2 separate regions of the Danio rerio genome follow, and region 1 is linked to region 2. A link is a contact called in public HiChIP or PLAC-seq data. All regions are on one chromosome and are shown on one strand. The core of a region is the stretch at or near the end of the contact, and the rest is flanking DNA. Distances in the headings are between cores, read along the strand shown. Region 1 holds the start of grk7b (G protein-coupled receptor kinase 7b). Region 2 holds the start of baz1b (bromodomain adjacent to zinc finger domain, 1B).

The links. HiChIP or PLAC-seq counts read pairs in DNA pulled down with a chosen protein or histone mark.
Region 1: a contact with region 2 is called in an H3K4me3 HiChIP or PLAC-seq map of embryo, with 7 times the contacts expected there. The contact joins the promoter of grk7b here to the promoter of baz1b in region 2. A contact is called at or near these places in 1 of 18 Hi-C or Micro-C datasets (hematopoietic stem cells) and 1 of 4 datasets of contacts at active chromatin or transcription factors (embryo).

Annotation. Positions count from the first base shown.
Region 1 is chr18:44,691,758-44,696,644 of GRCz12tu, reverse strand. grk7b (G protein-coupled receptor kinase 7b) reads left to right here and starts at 2,773. Exons shown (of 4, transcript NM_001033090.1): 1 at 2,773-3,413. The coding sequence starts at 2,814.
Region 2 is chr18:44,496,181-44,500,669 of GRCz12tu, reverse strand. baz1b (bromodomain adjacent to zinc finger domain, 1B) reads right to left here and starts at 2,978. Exons shown (of 18, transcript NM_001347672.1): 1 at 2,282-2,978. The coding sequence starts at 2,400. It overlaps bcl7bb (BAF chromatin remodeling complex subunit BCL7B b), which reads right to left. Exons shown (of 6, transcript NM_001006018.1): 6 at 4,261-4,489.

The DNA.
Region 1 (4,887 bases), core at 1,524-4,023, 200 kb before region 2:
CAATTAATTACATTTGTATTAAAACTCCCCCTGCAGTGTTTCTCATTATGGGCTTTTGTTCTAGAGAGCGTAATTGAGAGTAAATCTGATGCACAAAGATGTATTTTGGTGGTTGACATGATGTTTAAGACATTGAGACAAGCTTAAATCACTGAGAATTACAGCCCAGCAACATTAGGTACCTTGTAGCTTGTATTCAAAATCATGTATATTCATATTTGTTGGATCTTTTTTGGCTGCCTCATTATCTTATCAATTGAAACATGAATAAACAAAATGTTTGTGTTGTAAAGACAAGCACAAAACGTATTACTCTACAAACAAATTTGACAAAACTGAATTGCTACATGATTTATTTCTATTTGTAAACAGAAAATAACACAATCAATAGATCTGGGCTGCGTCCGAAATCACATAGTACTCAGGTACTGCATTTGAATTTAAACGTACTACTCAACCGTTAGAAAAGTTTAAATCCTAGTAGTATGAATGGACTCGGACGTCTGCGTCAGTTGTTTTGCTTTACTCCCATTCGTGAATTCTCTTGCGGTGCATCATAGGATAGAAGCGTGCATCGCCTGAACACTTCAAAATCTAGGTCATCTGGGTACTTGCATACTGTTTTTCGAATTTTACATGTGTCTCCCAAATGGCACACTATGCACTTACACACTCAACAGCATAGTATATGTATTTAGTGTCGTCCCAAATGGAGCACTAATGTTTTTTTTTTACTCAGCGGAAATTCAAACTGCTTGCCTGAGGATGTTTGACGGTTGCCAAATTAGTGACATAAATGACCAAACTACCAACTAATACCTGCCATGAGTATAACCGCATTCACCATCGAGAGGCGGTATAATCACTCTCGTAGGATAATTTTGCTTTCACAATCTTAAATAAATAATCCAACATGAGCACCCAAAACCTTCGCCACTTTTGCAACGTGAGCAATGCTGCGTTCGTTGAGAGCGTGGTGTCCAACATTCCACACTTCTTTTTACAGAGTGCATCATCCGATTAATTAATGTGCATGTATTATTATTAAAGTTTTTAGTTTGAATGCACTACTTAGGGTGCTTTCACAACTGTTAATCGATTATCTTGTTCCGAAACAGATTAAAATTGTTACATTGTTGCTCTTTGTTCTTGGTGCGGTTCGCTTTCACATGGTAAAGTTTCTAAATGAGCCAAAATAGCTAAAAACAAGTCATGTGTGACTAAACTCTTCTCATATTAGTCAGTTTAACAATTTTTTATTTATTTATTTTTTGCAGTGTCCCGCTCAGCTGTTAGGGCGGGTGGTGGTTTGGTAGCGTTGTGTCTGAAGAGCGAGGAGGGATGCGGTGGGAAGGGTGTGCGACGTATTTGAGGACCGGGAGGGAGAGCTGCGAATTCCGGGAGATTATCACTTATTTGCGGGCATCAGGGAGTCTCTGTGCATTTGTGGGAGACTGCCGGAACTTCAGGGATGACCTCCCGCCCAACTCATAATTCCTCATATAGCCGTAGGCCAATTACATATCCATAAAACACTTATGATATAGCCGGGCTCGGATCGTATCGCTTTCTCACTACAATCGATAAGCTCCAGAGTTTGTTTCAATTGGGCCGAGACCACCTCACTCAGGCGATCTCGGAGCGATTGTTTTGGCACGGGTCTGAGCGCGATTGCTGTATTCACATATGCCAAATGAGCCGCGCTAACTGGGCAAACGAGACAGGTTCCAAAACAAAAGTCTAGGTGTGAAAGCACCCTAACACTATTTATACTACAAAATGACGTAAAATAGGGCGTAAGTATGGGATTTGGGATGCACCTTATGAATTCGGACATACTACTCGGCGCGCATACTGTTTTTAGCGTACTACATGGTATGGAAGTATGCAATTTCAGACGCAGCCCTGGTCATTTACATGAGTGTTTCTTAACCACGTTCCTGGATTTCCACTGCATGTTTTGAATATCACCTTTGTCTGTTACACCCATTACAGGTCTTTCAGTCTCTGCTAATGAACTGATGACCTGACTCTGGTGATTTGGTTAAGGATGGAAAACGTACAGAGCTGGTCCTCCAGGAGTGTAGTTGAGAAACACTGATTCATAAAATGACAGTAGTAGGATTGCAGCAGTTTATTGAACAATCTACCTTATACATTCTTTGGAAACAATGGTGCACGAATCTGGATTAAAAGTGGCCAAGTTGACATCTTACTATAATGTTTACATCTAATGTATGATTATTCTCACATGCTTGTCCTTCATTGTGGTCGTACAATGAGCTCTAATACTCTGTAATTCTTGGAAATCTCAACATACCAACAGCAATACAATCTATTGGCTCACAGTTTATCAGCATTTGGGGAATTAAAAAGTAATTTGAGGTTGCTCATAAAGGTTATAACACTCTAAGCACTCTACCGAATAGCCGATTGCAATGAGAGACCTTTTACGACGTAAAAACTCTTTTCTTTTGAGAGCTCAAGTTGAAAGTAAAGGACTGAGCACTAAGAAGCAACAATTGCATTGTCTGCCTCTTAGCATTGTGGCTAAACATAGTCCAAAGCCTCTTAGGTTCCTTTCCTTGAGCAGTATCCATGAATTAGCATACAAAGACACTTAAGAGAAAATCCCTTTTAAGGTTTTTAATTCTGACTGAGCAATTACGTGAGTGGCACACAGAAGGCTTGGCACCAAAGCCTCGTTGTTCCTGAGCATATCAGAACGTGCCACTGTGCCGCTGCCTACATTTCAGTCCTTCTTCATTTTAACCCAGAGCGTCATATAGTGGATCCCTCACCTCGCCACAGCCATGAGTGACATGGGTGGACTGAAGAACCTGGTGGCCAACACAGACTACCTGAAAGCACAGAGTCTAGACGAGAAGGAGATTAAGAAACGAAGATGTAGCCTAGGTCTTCCTCATCTTGGGAACTGCACAGATGTGCGCGCATCCGTTTCCAAGGGCTTTGAGGACATCTGTGAGCAGCAACCCATCGGGAGAGCATGTTTCCGTCAGTTCCTTTCAGTCTCCAGTCCGGAGTACCTTGCTGCTGCAGAGCTTTTAGATGAGTTGAATTGCTGGAATTTAGCCGAGGCAGAAGCTAAAGAAGAAGCCAGACTGAATATCATCAACAAATTTTGCAAAGCAGACTCTAAAAGTTTTCTGGCTTTTCTGACAGAGGATGAGGCGGAAAAATGCAAAGCTGTCTCTGAGAAAGACTTTGAGGAGGTGATGATGGGACAAGTGAAAGAAGCCACGCAAAAGTTCCTTAGAGGACAACCTTTCGAGGAGTATCAGACCAGCCTGTTCTTTGACAGGTTTGTGCAGTGGAAGAAGTTTGAAAAGCAGCCCATCACTGATAAATACTTCTATGAGTTCAGGACATTGGGGAAAGGAGGATTTGGAGAGGTGAGTGTTTGCTCCTTTTAAAAATTGTAAAACATCTTGTCTGCAGAGTCTTGCTTAGGTTGTCAACCTTTTCTTGGTACAGTAGTTTTTATGATTGGATATAAATTATTTGGCAGTTAATTTATATTTACGTTTATGTCTTTGGAACGTAAGTTTAAAACTATTCATTGAGTTGGATTAGACCAGGGATGGGCAAACTTGATCCTCGAGGGCCGGTTTCCCTGCAGAGTTTTGTTCCAACACTAGTCAAACACACCTGAACAAACTAATCAGTGTCTTCAAGATCACTTGAACTCTATAGGGAGGCCTGTTTGTATAGGGTTGGAGCTAAACTGTGCAGGACACCGGCCCTCCAGGACCGAGATTGCCCACCCCTGGATTAGACCCTTAGTATCTCACTCAAAAATGGCCAAAGAGTTTTGATAATTTTCCTATTTAAAGCTTGACTCTTCTGCAGTTACAGGCATAAAATAAGAGGTTGCTCTTTTCAGGCTGTGATGGCAAGGATCTATACTCTCAATTCGATGTAATAATCAAGGCTCTTTGTTGTAGTACCAAGGCTGCAACAGGTTCAATGACATTGCCCGGTGCCTTAAAATCAGTTTATTTGTCAATATAACCAACATGACCTTACATGTTTTGCAACCATAGAGACATTTGTGAGGAAAAGCGTATAACACATTTACTTTAGTTGCTGAAGTATATTTATTTTAACTGGAATTCAAGGAAGTTAGCCGATTTCCTGGTGTTGTTTTTTAAATATTACGCCAGATTAAGAATATAGTTCCTAGGCATGTTAGTCTAGAAAATGGCAACATTTCATTTTGCGTATGATAGATCTAGCCAAGAGTCAAGCTTTAAATAGTAAAATTTGCTAAACTCTTTCGTCTTGTAAAAGGGGAGTTGTAAAATTAGTCTATTTTCAAAAAAAGAAAACACTGTTTCTTTAACAGCTGACTGACCACGAATTGCACTTACAAAAAAGGCTTATTAAGCTGCGGTCACACTGGACTTTTCTCCTCATAGACTTCCATTCATACGCACGCGAATGCATCAGACCGGAAACGCAAGTTCGTGCGTCAAGTTTCGCAGATGGCTGCATTGCAAAGTTCAAGCTTGGTGAACTTGGACCTGCGAAATCACATCACTTGACTGCGTGAGACCAATCGAGGATCAATACATTACCTCTTTGGAGATAAATTTTAAATATGGAGCAATTGCTTTATTTAATGTCTAATCATTTTGTTTAATCCTGCCCCTTTTCACAGCGCCATATGACAGAATTTCCCATGCACAAACTCTAATGTGACCGCACCTTTAGTCGGGATTATATTGACTGGTTAACGCATGTGATATCAACAGAAAACATAAATAAAAGCAATTCAGCGAAAGAGCAAGGATGTGCATTAGGAAAGTATGACAATTTCTCTTTTCTTGCTTCCTATAATAAAATCTGCTCAGCAAATCATAGCTC
Region 2 (4,489 bases), core at 1,729-4,228:
TCCCTTTATTTTTTTCTCAATTGCTGTATATTTTATTAGATTGATGTTAATATACTGCATATTTTATACATCTAAAAAGTTGACAATACTGTACAAACTTAAACTTGAATGACAGCTAACATTAGAGAAAAGCAGATTTACCTGTCAGTGAGTGCACATGGCTCCTGAATAGCATAAGAGACACTAGAAATAAAGTTTTTCAAAAGAAACAGTGTATAACAGTTTCTTAATACATTAAAATATTGTTAACAATCAAATTGGTTTGTTTGTTGCATATAGTTAACTATTTATGTGATGTGCGGATAAAAAGTATATTTCAGTCCAGCTACCACCACATGTACAGTTGAAATCAGAATTATTAGCCCTCCTTTGAATTTTATTTTTTTTTATATTTTCCAAATTATGTTTAGAGCAAGAACATTTTCACAGCATGTCTGATATTTTTTTTCATCTGAAGAAAGTCTTATGCGTTTTATTTTGGCTGGAATAAAAGCACTTTTATATGATTAAAAAAAATTTAAGGTCAAAATTATTAGCCCCTTTAAGCTGTATTAACTTCGATAGTCTACAGAACAAACCATCACTATACCTTGCCTAATTACCCTAACCTGCCTAGTTAACCTAATTAACCTAGTTAAGTCTTTAAATGTCACTTTAAGCTGTATAGAAGTGTCTTGAAAAATATCTAGAAGTATTATTTACTGTGATCATGACAAAGATAAAATAAAGCAGTGATTACAAATTAGTTATTAAAACTATGGTTTAAAAATGTGTAGAAGAAATCTCTCCATTTAACAAAAATGGGGAAAAAATAAACAAGGGGGCTAATAATTCTGACTTCAACTGTATATTTCAAACATGTGTGAAGCACTGATATATATATATATATATATATATATATATATATATATATATATATATATATATATATATATATATTTATATATAAAATTATAGTAAATAGTATAGTAATCATCATTTGTTAAAAACCATTTGTTTACTTCCTTACTATATTCTACCACTGCATCTAATAAAATATAACATGACAATTCTTATGATGCTGGATACAGACCTAAATAACAGACTTAAATTGTGAACGTTGGGACAACTTCTAGTTTGACAATAACCCTACTTAAAATGGCCCTACTGGAAGCAAGCGATAAAATCTGTACCAATGCAACGAGTCTGGTAGTTTCCCCATTAGTAAACCTTGCACTGCAGCTCCTCCAATCTCAAATCGCTTCATCCTTTGATCAAAGCCCCGCCCCCCACACACGTCGGCCAACTAGATGCTATCAAACGAAACAGAGGAGAGTGATTGACATACCGATCGCGCTTCTTATTGGCTAGCGTTCTGATTGTATAACACATGCGGCCTGGGGTCACTTTCTTTTTTTAATACAGTTTTACAGAGACAGGTGTGAGAGGTCAAGAATCCTACATCAATGTCAGATAAGAGATGCTCGAGTTAACATAGCGCACTCTCACAACAACAACTAATGCTTCTCAATGGAATAACAAGGCTTATTTACAAAAAACACCAAATAGCTAAAAACAAATGAAGGAATTTAACAGAATCACGTGACTGACAAATGTAAGAGCCGCACGCCCTAAACTTCAGCTTCACGCATCCTGTCAATTGTGAAAACTTCACGTGGCGCGCGCGAAAAGCATCCCGCGCGCAAATGACCTCGCGCAGCAGCTGCACATGAACTCGCACATATTGTTCTCCAGCAGAAGCTTGAGCTAAAACTGAACGCACAAGCATAAGCAAGCATACATATAACGACTCCAGTCTAACTGTACAGAACCAATAATCTAGGAGCCCATGCTTTAAATAAAATCCCTAAACTTAAAGTGATAGCGCGCGCGCGCCTCTTACACAAGATTGAGTCATGGATGAGCAGACGTCACACACACTATGCGTCCTGCAGCTAGCAAGCTAACAACACACTGACTCTCTAAAAACACACACGACAACAAAACAACCGCTTAAATGACACTAACTTAACCCAGAAACCCTCACAAAACTAACATTAACGCCAATTTTAAGAGTCCAACCTCAAGTTATAAACGTCAGAGTCACCTTTAGCCGGCTAGCGTTACAATGAGATGCAGCGCGCAAAATGAAAACAACAATAAACGCCTAAATCCACACACTGCGCACGCACGCGCCCGGAATCCACGATTTGCGTGGAAACCGCGGACCGAGACTCTAACGGGCACGTGCTTGTTTGTTCTGTGCATGCAAACGATGAGTGGAGACAGTAAGAAAGGATACTCTTTGTTCCTGAAGGCCTCTTTAGTGTGCTCGATGGTGTACACCTCCTCTCCTGGGCCCGGCGGCTCCGACAGCGGCTTAACCAACGGGTAGGGCTTCCGGCCTAGTAACGGTGCCATCGCGGGGTCCTGAATGTATCAGCGAAGCGTAGTACTGAACTAACCCACCTCTCAATCCCAGCTCCAAATGAATATGCGGTGAAATTCGCGCGTCTCAGCGGCGTAGCATCGGGGCTAGGCTAGCGCGCGGTGCTTTCGGTACTTTCAGAAAGCGCGTAAAAGTCAAAACAAAACAGAAACAAAACTGCGGTTTGACTGGTCAATTACATCCCTGTGTTAAATCCGCTGGTTTCGTGGAGCCGGTGGGGTCATGGCGAAACGCCTGGAAAGCGCGTATGGAGTGAACGGAAGCTCCCGGATGCCGGGTATTGAAGCGCGAAAGGCCGCCCGTCAGAGCTGCTGTGACAGGCTCACTTGTGCCGCTCAGGTCCGGGTTGCGGTCGATCCTCCAGGCCAAAGCAACGTACCAATCCCTCGTCCGTGGCGACTATAGACAGCGTAAACGGTGTTTTGAAGGATGTGCTGATTACATAAACAAACAAGAGGGTTTTATCGCTGGTTGAAAAATGGCGGGAGATCCTGCTACACCGGCAACATTCCGTGCAACCTCAAAACTCCGTTACCCCGGTAGCAAGCAGCGTCGCAAGATTAAACCCCGCCCTCCAAATGCAGCTATTGGTTAATAAAAAACTACGACACAGACTTCGATATTTTGATTGGTGGACTGAGTTGTCTATTACATCTACTCTACCTTTTGTCAAAGCAACACCCCTCCAATCACAAATACAAGAAGTGTTTGGAAGCGTGGCTACTAAAGGTCAGTTTATGGTAGATTTGTCCATAACTAAATTAATAATGACAGGTTTTAGTTTGACTTGTACAGTTTATCAGTAAAACCTGACGCTTTACATGGCCAAATGCCAAGCGTTCAGCCAAAAGGTGAATTGATTATAGAAATTAAATGGAGACAATAGGGCATGCACACGACACGTTTGATCCAATTAAAGAGACAGTCTTCATTAATATATTAAAGACACTTATAATAGTAGAGAGTATAAAGATATTGCAATATTTTTTTATTTTTAAAGCCACGTGAAATGTAATGTGTGATCTTATAATTAATATAAAATAATAAATAAACATTACATTAGGTTGGTGGTTCATTACACTGTGGCGACCCCTGATGAATAAAGGGACTAAGCCGAAGGAAAATGAATTATATTCAGATAAGTAACATTAGTATTACAGAAATAAATTAATACAATTTTATAAAAAAATAATCGTTTTAATCTATTAGTTAAAAATAATAAATATATGTAATATAAAACATTATGATTGAAAAAAATAGATTAAAACAAAATATTTTACAATTTTAAAAAATAAAAATGTTCATGTAATAATAAACGTGATAATACATGAATAAATAAATTGCTAACATGGAATAAAGATTATATATTCTGCAAAAATATTTGAAACCCATTTATCATTTGCAATAGTCTTTTATAACAGATTTAAAGGGGACTTATGCAAAAAAAAAAAAAAAATAAGGGGTTTAAATAGTTATGTAGCAACAGTGTGAATATAGCCAGCCTCTTGTTTTTGAATATGCCACTATGCTAACACATAGGCATTTGTAGCTCCGCCCTCATTTGAAAAAGAGCAAAAATCTCATTTGAATTTAAAGCAGTCACCGAATAGGCACAATTAGGATCAAAGCCTAAAAGGGTCAGTTTCAAAGGGTTATAAAACATTATTTGTGTGGTATTTTGTGCTGAAACTTCGCATACATACTCAAGTTACTACTTATGACTACTATTGTTATAGAAATGTCATACATTTTGTACACTTCAGTGATTAATTTTAATTTGTGGAGTATTCTTGTAATACCATTGCCAACAATGCAATCACAGTAATGCCAAATTAAACCAAAGTTGTTTTATTTTCATATCTTCTGCGAACAAGTCCAACTTTACAGACAACACTGTATGGATAATACACTTTTTTTATCTGAAAAATACTTACAATGTAAAATGGAAGTCTTTATATTCAAAATACAAATCTGACATGTATAAAAGCTATGCATTCCCTTTTTTGTTTTTAATAAAATGTTCAGTAATTGGATGCAATACAACAAACATTAAAAATAAAA